2 separate regions of the Gossypium hirsutum genome follow, and region 2 is linked to region 1. A link is a contact called in public Hi-C data. All regions are on one chromosome and are shown on one strand. The core of a region is the stretch at or near the end of the contact, and the rest is flanking DNA. Distances in the headings are between cores, read along the strand shown. Region 1 has its middle 17 kb from the start of LOC107960581. Region 2 holds the start of LOC107960583 (putative disease resistance protein At3g14460).

Region 1 (6,386 bases), core at 1,866-4,365:
ACAATGATTGTTTCCTTAACAAGTTTCAGTTTATCGGTGATTATCAAATTGCACCCATGACTAAAATCATTCATTTTCAATATATCAGCACCATAGCAGACTACTTCCTCTCATACTCGTGCAGTTCTCTTGAAAATAGATTGGTTCCAAGCTTGTAATACCACGAGCCAAGTTCGTCTTCCTGACATAAAAAATAAACTTGACCATGTTTCCACCTTAATAAACCATTCTATTAACCATGCCCACCTCCATCTCTCCATCTCCCTTCTCGTATTATCCTTCCAAAAGATAATGAACTAAGGTTCGTTTGGCTTCCACATTTAGAACACCATTGATGTTGAAATCCTTGTACAACCCTCTAATGGTAAACATGTAGAGTTAATTTAATAGAATTTATAAATATGAAAAATTAAATTTATTGAATAATTTAGAATCAAGATCAATTTAATCAAATATGTAACTATTGAAAATTATAGAAGACCGCAACATTTTCATTAATAATTTAACAGGGTGACCAAAACAGAATTGAATGATTACGTTAGTGATGAAATTGAATTTTTTTATAATTGAATAACCAAAACAGAAATATGTTAATAACTAGGTGATTAATTGTATAATTTACCCATTAAATAATAAAAATTGTTTACGAAGATTAAGCATTAAATGCTCAATAGCTCAAATTACCTAAGCACGTTAAGAGATAAATATGAACTTTTTAAGTTCGTTTATTTACTTTCAAAAATATAACTCATCTCATGTTGAATTTTAAATTTAATTATTTTCAATTAAGTTTGAATTTAAGTGAATATAAAATAAATAAATTATATATTAAAATAAAATGCATTAAATCATTAAACTTATAACCAACAAACCAATCATTACAACACTCGGATTGATTTTATTCCTTAGCCTCAAATTTTGAATTCTACCCAACAATAATAGAGCTCAATTAATTTGTTTCAATAACTAAAACTTTCATTCGATAAATATTAAAATTATAAATAAATTTTAGTTTAACATTTAATTATATACATAAATTTTGATTTTATGTAATTTTATATATGAATTTTTTTATAACATCCAAAACTTGATCTAGATGTTATGACCAGATCCAAAGATTTTACTGTAAAACATTTGGAAGCCCCAAAACTATTTGATTTATAAGGTGGACACTAACTCTTACTAAGTAAAAATTTAGATTATTAGCAAAAATTTCTTTCTTAACCAATTTGATAAAACCTCGAAATTCTTAATTTAATTTATTTTTGAAAAATGTGATTTGTTTTTGGAAAAAAAAATCATAATTTTGCAAAACTAGAGAGTATCACAGAAATTATGTCGAAGTAATTTAAAACAAAAGATAAAAATAAAATTCAACCTCTAAAATAGTCCAAAAATTATCAAAACGGAATAAATCAACTTTTTTAATTAATACTAAATTAAATCGTAAAACTGAGCTCCCGTCACACTGACCCGTTTTAAGTCTGGCGATTACCTGAAAGTAAGAGACAAACAGAGAATGAGTTTCGAAATTTAGTGTGTAAAATATCATAAAATCAACAGAAATAATTTCAGACATATCTCAAATACAAAAACAATGTCAGAACATATCAGATGAAGATTTATATTCCTACCCCCATCTTCTACACACCATCTCCAACCATCCCTACACACCATATAAGGTATTAAATACACATCCAGCCCTACACACCACTTAGTGTCAGCATGTCACTTTTCAAAATATTTGAAGCTTAGTTGCCAGATCAATAGACGAATTATCGCCAAATACAGATATACACATGGTTAAGCCACCAAAATTGGCAAGTAATTATACTGCCCACACTTCCTCCATAACACATATCACACTCCAATTAGAGGTCAGTATTCGATCGAGTCGAATCGAATCAAGTCAAAAAATTTCAAGTTAGTTGAGTTGAAGAATCCTATTTTAGCAACCGAATTTAATTTGAATTTTTTCAAATTGAATCAAATCGAGTCAAAAAATTTTGAGTCAAGTCAAGTTGAGTTAACGAATCCTATTATTTATACTCAATGTTGCATTTACATGGACCAATTATTTAACTAGTAGATTAAATACAAAATTATTTAACTACATAAACAATATAATAATTTTTCCTTTTAATTTAATAGGTAAACATTTATCAAAACGATGTGATTTTGCCTTTTTTTTATCCGGATTTTTGGATAATACGAATTGTGTAATTCATATTCGAGTTAAACCGAAAAACTTGATTTTTTTTATTTGAGTTGATCCGAATAACTCAATTAACTCAAATAACTCGAACTATTTAATTCAAAATTTGAACTTTTTTATCAGATTTTTTAATCGAATTGGATTTTGCTCACCCCTAACCCCAATGCACATACAAAAATAACATATGTCAAAATTTATATATCATACATGTTCATATAACAGATGCAAATCATGCTTGATGAATAATAGATCAGACAAATTGTTTAACAAATCATACATATTGTATCACACAACATATTAATTACACTTCCTTTACACCTATTTATATTAAGTTTTATGCTAACATATTAACAGAAATCATGTTTTATAGCTTAATTTATAACATATGAACCCTACAGAAGGCTTACATTCGATCCGAACGACGTTTACAATCTTAAGAAAAAATTTTAAATTTTGGGCTCACATGGCCCAATTGGCTCAGACTATGTAAGACACACGATCCAACACACAGCTACGTGGAGTCGACAATTCAAAATTTTGACTTTTGTGATTCACTGTTTTTTCAAGTTTTTGTTACACACCTGATCCAATTTTGATAAGGAATCAACTACGAAATTTTCAGTACATAAAAAAATCATACAAATGATCTATTTTAGCATTGAATCACCAATATCCAATAATTCTTCCAATCACAACCGGTGGTAGTACACCTTAACAAACCGAAGTTAAGCCTTCTAATGCTCAGCCACTTACCCGAACAGACACGGCAGTCCTAGCACCAGTAAATTGTAGAAGGAAAATTCTGGCCTTCTTAATTAACGACTAAGAACGAAAGATTCACGAGGTTAGCTCATGCTCCAAAAGAATAATTAAGCCATTAATCAAAAGCCCTTACAAAAATCTACAGAAAAACACTTACTCACGAATACCCGGAAAAATAAAATCGTAAAAGAGAGTAGAAGATGACCCACACCAAAACGCTAGAACGCAGTTGGGAGCAATGAAACAAGAATCAAGAAAAATTGAAGAAGATAGCAAGAAACGAAAGAACAAACAAAAGGGAAAGAAAAAATAGAAACAGAACCTGAAGAAAAACAAAATGGGGATACGTGGGGAAAAACGTGAGAAATAGGAGCAGATTTTTGAAATAAAAAAATATCTTTAATATAATTATACTATTATTAATTTAAAGTAAAACAAAACCTTAAACCAATTAATCCCTTGATAACTTATCATCTTTTTCAAGAATTTTAATTCAATTCGACCTTCAAGGACTAATAAAAATAATGTCAATTTTTCTCACATAGAGACTTAAACACAGGATTAAAGATTAAGCTAACACCTTATCATTGAACCAACGGGCTCATCCTAACACAAATTGACCGAAAATAATATTTAAACCCAACGAACAGAAATAGGTCTAAGAACAAAAATAATTGAATTTTCCCAAAAAGTGTAACTTAAACCTAAGACCTCAAACACGCAATCAATGCACTTAACCATTAAAACAAATACTAGTTTATTATAAAATTTAACAAATCAGAAATTATAGTTTTGGGGCATTACATTGTTATTTGATCCAATCTTTACAAATTATTAACACTATTGTTGATATTGCATCATTTTATATTTGTATAATGCACCCAGAAATCATTATAATAATAAATTGATATATTTATTTCTTTAAATGTACTTGATTGAATCAAAATTAAAGTTTTATATATATATTTGAACTATAATAAAAGTTTTATATGTATAAATACACCAAATTAAAATTCATGTATCAAATCACACATTAAATCAAAGTTTATACCTAATTTTGATATTTATCCTTTTAAATTTTATGGATCAGGGCCCTTTATCCAAGACAATTGAATCAACTATCAGCAACACCAATCCCTCAAGGCCCAAACCATAAAAATATATATATATATGATCACATGGATTGTGCAGTCCAGATTAATTTCATCCATAAAATATGTTTTTTATATATTGAAATAAAATGCTTTGATTATTTTAATTTGATGAAATCAACTTGTTTTAAATAAGAAAAATGTTAACACTTTAATGATATTAGTATTTTAATAATTTTTAATTTAATTTTATTATTATCTATTATTTATGAAAAGGATAAATTAAAATTTTTACACAAAATAAATATTTTTTCTTTCCATAATTTATTCAAATAAAAAATATTAAAATTCCTTCCCTTTATTAATTTTAATTATCCAAATAAAAAAATAAATATATCCTTTCTTTTTTTATAAGGTTCTTTTCTCTTAATAATATTTATCAAATATAGGGTAAACTAAAAGATTGAAAGGTTAAAGCAAGGGAAAGATTAGAAAATATTTTATTTGGATTGTTAAAATTAATAATAAAAAATAATAACCTTTTTGAAAAGATTTATTATAAAATTTTTTATAATTATAACTTTTTCATGAGATAAATCATTAAAAATTTGAAAAAAAATTTACATCTCTTAATTTTTAGGTAAATTACAAAAATAATCACTCAACTATGTCTTTAGTTCTATTTTGATTACTCAATTATTAATTTTTTCAATTTAATTACTCCATTTTCCGAAATCAAATATTTTAGCCATCTTCCAGTTATTTGTGGTTAAATAAAAAGCTGATGTGGGTAATTTTTATTTAGTACTTTAATATTTACACATTTTATCAATTTAACCCTAAATCTTAAAAACTAAATAAATTTAATCTCATTGTTTATAAAATTTATTAATTTAGTTCTAATTCTAAAAATTTCAAAAAAAAAACAGAGTAAAAAATCATATATGATTTATTTCCTGAAGTGAAAACTGTAAAAAAAAAGTTGAATCGATACATAAACAATAGTATTCCCTCTCATATATTCATCCATCTCTTCATCTCACAATTCTAACACATTTAAAATCAGCGCTACCCTTTATTCTTTCTTATTATTATAAGTCTTTGTTGATGATGATGACTAACTTCTACATGGAGAATAACTGGATTTGTCTTTTGCAACGACTTACTGGTGGTATCGAAAACCCAGAATTCAATTTGGGTCCTTGAAGTTTTCAACATGAAGAGGATTTTATGAGTTTCTCTCTCATATGAATTATTTTAAATATTTTTATTTTTTTAAAACTTTTGATTTAGAATTAAATTGACAAATTTTAAAAATGTTGAGGGCTAAATTTGTTGAACTTTTTAGATTTAGAGCTAAAAATGATAATTTTTGTAAACATTAAGGTCTTAATTTGTAGAACTTTTAAATTAAGGATCAAATTGATAGAATGTATAAAATATTTGAGGGCTAAATTTGTTATTAGGCTAATAAAAAATGCCTAATGGCAACAAATGAGAGAGTGGTTAAAATTTTTGATTTTGAAAAGTTGAGTGGCTAAATAGAAAAAAAAATAAAATTTAGTGACCAAAATAGAATTAAAAGCATAGTTGGATGTGTTTTTTTTTTAATTTACTTTCTTTTTTTACTTGTGTTTTTCAAAATTTCCCCAAGTAACCATATATTAGGGTAAATAATTATAAAGGAAAGGCAAGGAAAGGAAAAGAAAGGCAAGGAAAGGAAAAGAAGGGATAGTTAAAGAAATAAAATGATATATGTTTTGGATAGTTAAAATTCATAAAGCAAAGGAAAGTGAATGATTTTTTATGGAAAGTTAAGGAAATGATCATTTATAATAATTTTTCTTAATTATATCCTTCATATAAAATAATTTATTTAGAGTTAATAGGATAAAAATGATATTTTGCATCTTAAAGGAAAAATCACTTTTCTTTCCCCAGCTTTTCTCGAAATTGAGGTAGGGATTGTTTCACTGCAAAAGAAATATGGTCTAAGCTCATACCAGTGGAAAAACAAGACAGCTTCTTCCCAGGTAAGCTTCAAGATTAGAGGGAATCCAATTTGGGAAATTGTTACAACTTCTCTTTAAAGGGAGTGGAATGGCGGTGTTTCTTTGGCATAGTTCTGTGGCGTATTTGGAAGAACAAGAATCTATTCATTTTTCAAGCAGATCAATGGAGTGTTGATGATATTATTAAAGAATCGTACAATGGACCTTACAATGGAACTCTTCCCTCAAGGCTTCTCATCCCTTGAGACAAAATACTAAAATGTTTGCTAATGAAGAAGGTTATTGGATTTATCTTAATTCTGATGG
Region 2 (6,187 bases), core at 3,492-5,991, 68 kb before region 1:
CAGAATAGACATCTGAAATTCAATCACATTAGCAATTCAGTTTCAAAGTCTGCAATACAATGTGTTTGAAATGGACTTTCTTCCACCTTTTTTCTTGATTGGGCATGTATTCATGTCCGACAATTACATTTGAGCCCGAATAAAATAGCTCTTTAATGTTCGAAAAAGACTTGCTTGGCACTGGCATGGTCTTTTGAAGGTGGATGGTGATTGTTATGGACCTTGGACAGTTCTGAAAAGAACAATCTTCGAATCATAAACCGATGTGAAGAGTTAACAATATAAGATCATCCTCCATGTTGCTTTCACAATCCAAAAATTCGACCAACTTGTTACAAAGACATTCAACCCCCTGCTGAAGCCAGCAGAAGACCAGTTGACATTTTCATGGCGCAAAACCTTCAAGACGAAGCAAACTTTCATGTTAGATCCAATACGGAACTCAAATAAATAGTACTAATACACTGAAATTTGCATCGATGTCTTCAATCACCAGGAAGCAAGTGATGAGATATACCTCAAATCTAAGTTGCTTCCGTTCTTCAAGAAACCATGTCCAACATTAGATGCATATCTGTACACAAATACGGGAATATGATCCTTCAATGATTCTCTAATATATGAAAATCTGAGGAAAATAATAGAGCATACCCGTGTCAGACACGTACCTGTATTCACAGTTTCATACTTGAGCCCAAGTAATATAGGTAGTATGAACATGTAAGCATTTGAAAGAGAAAAGACCTGAAGCTTTGAGACCAAGTTCATCAGTCTCTCCCAACCTAAATCTAAGTTTTGTAGTTTGTTTCCTCTACTGAAAAAATGAGCAAATTAGTCCTTACACGTTAGATTATAGAGAAAATGCACCATATGAATTTAGGGTCTAATTTGCATTTTTTGAGTAAAGGGGGAAAAATGCACAACTCAACCTTTGTATGCCATATGAATTCAAAAGGAAAAACATACTAAATAGCATATTTCACGTAAAGAAGAGAATAATGTTAGGAGTTAACAAAGAGGTGATTGTGAATGAGAAGATCATGTTATGATATATGATAATCAATTATTGACAGAAAATTTCTAATCCATTATAAAAGTTGAAACAAAGGACTTCAACTTTTTAGCTTAGAACACTACAAGAAACGCATTGATAGAAAGTCTTCAGGAAGATTCCAAGAAATTTGAGGTTGATGCCTGTCATGATTGTGGATCAGAGTAGCTAACACAAGATTGCTGAAAGGAAAAACAATATGCATCAGAAAAGCATTTCAATATCTGTTTTCATGCATTCTGTTGGATATGTTGGCATTTTCCTGTGTGTTGCATGCCTGGAAACTAACCGCAGTTCTTGTTGTTATTGACCTTTATAGTGCTCAAAAATCCGAGGAACCATTGATGTACTGATTTCAAAGCTTCTTTATCAGCTCAAGAACACAATGCACAACCATTGATGATCATTGATTGCAGGTCTTCCATTTCGCAAATGACTCTGTTTCTGTATTATGGAAACTAATGAGAGAAGCATCAATATTTATTATCCCAACCATACAAAGTTCAAGCTAACCTAGCAATGCATACAAGGTTGACAAAAACAAGAAATTGTTTAAAAATGGTGAAGAAAAAGTGCTTTTAATTGACATACACAAAATGTATTGCATGAAAATTACCAAATTGAATCAGGTAGCTAGCTATCCATATCTTTATGGCCATGATGATTCTGAGCAAAATCTCGACCTTTTTACCTTGTGCATATCGCGAAATAGTCCCTCAAAATGCAGTCAAATCAGAATCCATGAACTCCAATTTACAGAAAGATGGAAATGGAAATTAACCCACAAATCACCCACATTTATGATCCCAAGTTCCATCTACTTATTCATTTCTTAAGTTTCTGTCTGTAGAAAAAAGTACTTTTGTAATGAAAGTAAAGGAATCAAGAAATAAATTAGTGAAGAAAAAGAAAGGATGAGGGTCAATGAAAATGAATGGAATACCTGCGTCAGGACATTTGTTTTCTCAGTCACTGCCCCTTCTATATAATGAGTTGACCGTCAATTCAAATAAAGGGAGGTGGGAAATATTGGGCCAGTCTTTACCTTTCTCCTTTTCACGACGTTCCTTCAGCAATGGACATCTCTTAATGTACAAACGAGAAAGAGAGGGAGGGAACATGTTTGGCGGCATGGAGTGGAGGTTGGGGCAGTGAGATATACAAATTGCAAAAGGAGGTGAGGTGTTGAAACCAGGGATTTAAATTGCGGTCGCGGTCGCGTTTTCGGTCGCATTGCGTTTATCGCGGTTGCGGACATAACGGATGCTATTGCGGTCATTGCAGTCGCGTTTTCGGTCGCAGTGCGTTTATCGCGGTTGCGGACATAACGGATGCTATTGCGGTCATTGCAGGTATCGCGGTCGTGAATTTTACATTACTTATTGTGTACTGCAGGTATAGCGGGTTTCGGCAGTAACGGTTTCGGACGGTGCCGCTACCGCTATATAACGGCCGCTATTTCGGTAACGGACCGCTATTTAAATCCCTGGTTGAAACCCCTTATACTTCAAACTCTTTAGATTTGGAAGATCAGAGATCCTGAGAGATATAAGTGAAGAGGGAAGCAGATGTTCATCTGGAAAACACTCCCATCTCTATTTCTGAATATGGGGAATTTGAGGTTGATGGCATGATTGCGGATCATGGTAGCTAACACAAGATTGTCAGAAGAAATTTGAGCCTGCTGTATGTTAAGAGTGTGTTCAAAAACATTTAAGAGAAATAAAATAAGGTGGGAGTAAACATGGGCAGTAGTTGAAAGCCAAAATGATTCAACTAAAAATCCCTTTACATTTTACAACCAAGTTGAAGCTCATTCACGCAAAGCTGCGATTGGAAATTATCCAATCACCCACATTTATGATCCCAACTTCCCTTAAAAGCATAATAATAATAACCTTCATTACCTTTTGGATTCTAAGATGATCCAATTAATGTCCAAACAAAAAGCCTTCATTTGGATGACTATCAAAACATGTTTCCTTAAGTTCAACATATTTTGCAGATCTAATTCTTTTTAAAATAAAAATAAAAATACATTTGTCATGAAAGTAAAAAATGAATGGAAATACCTGCGCCAGAACATTTATTTTCTCAGTCACTGCCCCTTCTATATGATGACTTGTTCATCAATTACAATGACAGGGATGTGGGAAATGTTGGCCCAATCTTTACCTTTATCCTTTTCACAATGTTCCTTCAGCGAAGGACAATTTTTAATGCACAAACGAGAAAGAGAGGGAGGGAGCATGTTTGGCGGCATGGATTGGAGCTTGGGACAATTGTAGATTGACAAATTGCAAAGAGAGGTGAGGTGTTGAAACCCCTTATACCCTAAACTCTTTAGATTTCGAAGACTAGAGATATCGAGAGATGTAAGAGAAGAGGGAAGCAGATGTTCATCTGGAAAACACTCCATTTCTACTTCTGAATCCCAAATATTTAAAGATGTAAGAGAAGGGAGTGTATGCAAACTCCATTCCCTTTTCCTAATCAAGTTCTCAATTAGTTTATCACTCCATGAGATTCTAATTTCTTTTAATTTGGAGGGCAAACCCTCTTTTGGAACCCTCTCTATTTCTGGACAATCATCTATTTCCAAAACCTCCAGGGATGGAAAGACGGACTGCATTTGCTCTGGCAATGACTTTAAACTTCCGCAACTAAAAAGCCAAAGTCGGGTCAAACTGGTGACAGATAATCCATCTTCAATTTGAAAAGATATCAAATTTTGGCAAAACCGTATATCCAAATAATGGAGATGCTGGTGGTGAGAGCCCTCTGAAGCTGCACTGATAACTTCAAGTCTTCACATCCCCAAATATTAACATGCTTTACCATAGGCAACGATCCTAATGGGAAAGATTCCAAGTTTTCACATGAAAAGATGCTAAATCACTTCAGTGTGATGGGCACCCTAACTTCAGGAAGGGATCTAATTTCTGAACAACCCGACAAACATAACTTTTCAAGAAGTGTGCATCGTTGCAACATTTGTTCCAATACGGAATTATCCATATCCGAGTAATCGATGTCCAACTCCCGAAGCCCACAAGCCAATGGCTCCAACTGCAATGCTTTGCATTTCTGTAACTCAAGTTCCAAAATGCTTGGTGCCGTTGGAAGAAAGCCTCCAAGCTTCTCACAATCTTCAATCTCCAGTTTCTTCAAACAAGGGAGGTGTTTGGGAAGAGACTTAGTTAGTTTTGGACAATCTCTAATGGATAGCTCTTGTAGAAGAGGGAAAGCATCATCACTCCAACAATACCATTCCTCCCACTCGGCCATATTCTTAAAGCTTAGCATTTCAAGAGATTGAAATGGTTTAGTTGAAGCTTGTCCATTCCCGTAGAACTCATCACCAACTATTAACACTCCACTCAAACCGGAAATGGAGAGAGAATTCAAAGATGATAATTGGCCAAACGGCGGTAAGGATATGCAAAATTCACAATCATGTAACCCCAAAGATACTATATTTGAGAAGGAAGAATGCCCCACCCATTCCGGAAATCTCGTACCTTTATAACTTTGAATAACAAGATGCTCCAAATTTGTATGAGGCTCTAGTTGTTCAAGTACTTCTCTATCATGCCTTGAATCACCATCAATATCATCATCTTTACCCCATCTCAACTTCAACTTTTTAAGGTCCACCTTATCCTTCAAATTGGCATCTTTGGCATTCATGGCACTTGCAACATTTTTTAGTCCTGAAATGGAAAGTCTTCCACGTAAATGCTTGAGTTTTCCCAACTCATTAATTCTTGATCAAGTTTGACAGCCTAAAACAAAATCTGTTACTATTTGAAGATCTTTCAACCTACCCATTTCTTCTGGCATCCTTGCTAACTTTGTTCCCTTGATATCAAGATATAGCATGTTGATCAATCTCTCCATGTCTCTCGGCAGCTCATCAAGGTCTCTGCATCCACGCAATTTTAATGCTTGCAAATTATACAATGTACACAAAGAGTTTGGCAACTTTTTAATTTTAGTTCTTGAGAGATTCAAATTTCGTAGATGCTTTAGATTACCAATATCTTCTGGAAAATTCTTGATATTTCTATACTCAGCCAATGAAAGCACTCGTAAGCTTGATTTCACCATCAAATCATGCATTAGCACATCACTGACAAATGAGCAGTACCAGACTGGCTTTGTATTTAAGAAAGTACGCAGACCCTTTGCTTTAGCTAAACTCTGAAATTTTTGTCGCACATCATATTCTTCTTGGACATTAGACAAATGACGGGTCCTTTCGGTTATTACACAAGAACCACCGCCACTACCTTCCAATCTGCAAATGAACTCTCCGGTTACAGATTTAGCCAAGTCACTAATTAGATCATGCATGACAAAACAAGATTTCTTTCCTTTAGATTGTTGAAAGAATGACCTCAATCTTTAATCTTTGAAGTACTTGGTACCCCGTTCTTCCAGATCTCCATTGTCTTTGGGAAGCTCTAAAAGACCTTCAGCCATCCATAATTGAATAAGTTCTTCCTTTTCAAATTCGTAATCTTTAGGGAAAATTGAACAATAAGCAAAACATCGCTTCAAATGCGAAGGAAGATAATGGTAACTCAATGTTAACACTGGAAGAATATTAGTTGCATCATTTGGAATGTCCCAAAAATTGCTATGTAAAATTTTCTTCCACTCATTAGCATCTGGTTTGCAACGCAGAAGGCCTCCAAGAGCTTTTGCAGCCAAAGGGAGACCGCCACATCTTTAACAATTGCTTCCCCGATTGCCATCAGATCTGGATGCTTGGTGGGGCTTGAACCATCAAATGCATGCTTTGCAAATAACTTCCAACAATCATCATCTGATAACACATCTAAACGATAAGTTGGAACGTTCTGTTATGGGGTAAAATAATGATTAGGAAAACGACGTTAATTTCTGTTTGGATTGTTTAGTGAAACGGTGCGTATAGTTTTATTGAAACGGGGCGTTTTGCACAACTGCTGGTGCCACGTCCTCTTTAGCTACTATATTCTTTTAAAGCATAGATTGTGTGGGAAACGGTCATGAAAAATATTGAGCAGTTTCTTTGATCTCTCTCTCTCTCTCATCTTCTCTTCTTAATTCTTCCATCTTCTACGTTTCTCTATTGTATTATCTTTGAGT

What was found. Hi-C and Micro-C count contacts between places; a contact is called where the count stands out from the background.
Region 2: a contact with region 1 is called in a Hi-C map of fibers, with 2.6 times the contacts expected there. The contact joins the promoter of LOC107960583 here to the enhancer-like site in region 1. A contact is called at or near these places in 7 of 34 Hi-C or Micro-C datasets (anther, fibers, hypocotyl and 3 more).

The regions. Positions count from the first base shown.
Region 1 is chrA05:38,465,325-38,471,710 of Gossypium_hirsutum_v2.1, reverse strand. No RefSeq gene overlaps it. Among protein-coding and RNA genes, the nearest start is that of LOC107960581, 17 kb to the left of the region's middle. Within about 2 kb of position 3,115, at least 3 of the 9 cell types and tissues checked have an H3K27ac peak or open chromatin away from gene starts, as enhancers often do. A contact at or near this core is called in fibers, where this site is marked.
Region 2 is chrA05:38,534,844-38,541,030 of Gossypium_hirsutum_v2.1, reverse strand. LOC107960583 (putative disease resistance protein At3g14460) reads right to left here and starts at 4,741. Exons shown (of 2, transcript XM_041111950.1): 1 at 3,951-4,741; 2 at 3,162-3,858. The coding sequence starts at 4,741. The coding sequence ends at 3,162. LOC121203394 (a long non-coding RNA gene) reads right to left here and starts at 2,954. Exons shown (of 5, transcript XR_005926638.1): 1 at 1,995-2,954; 2 at 1,668-1,895; 3 at 669-1,495; 4 at 518-574; 5 at 1-399. It also overlaps the pseudogene LOC121203384.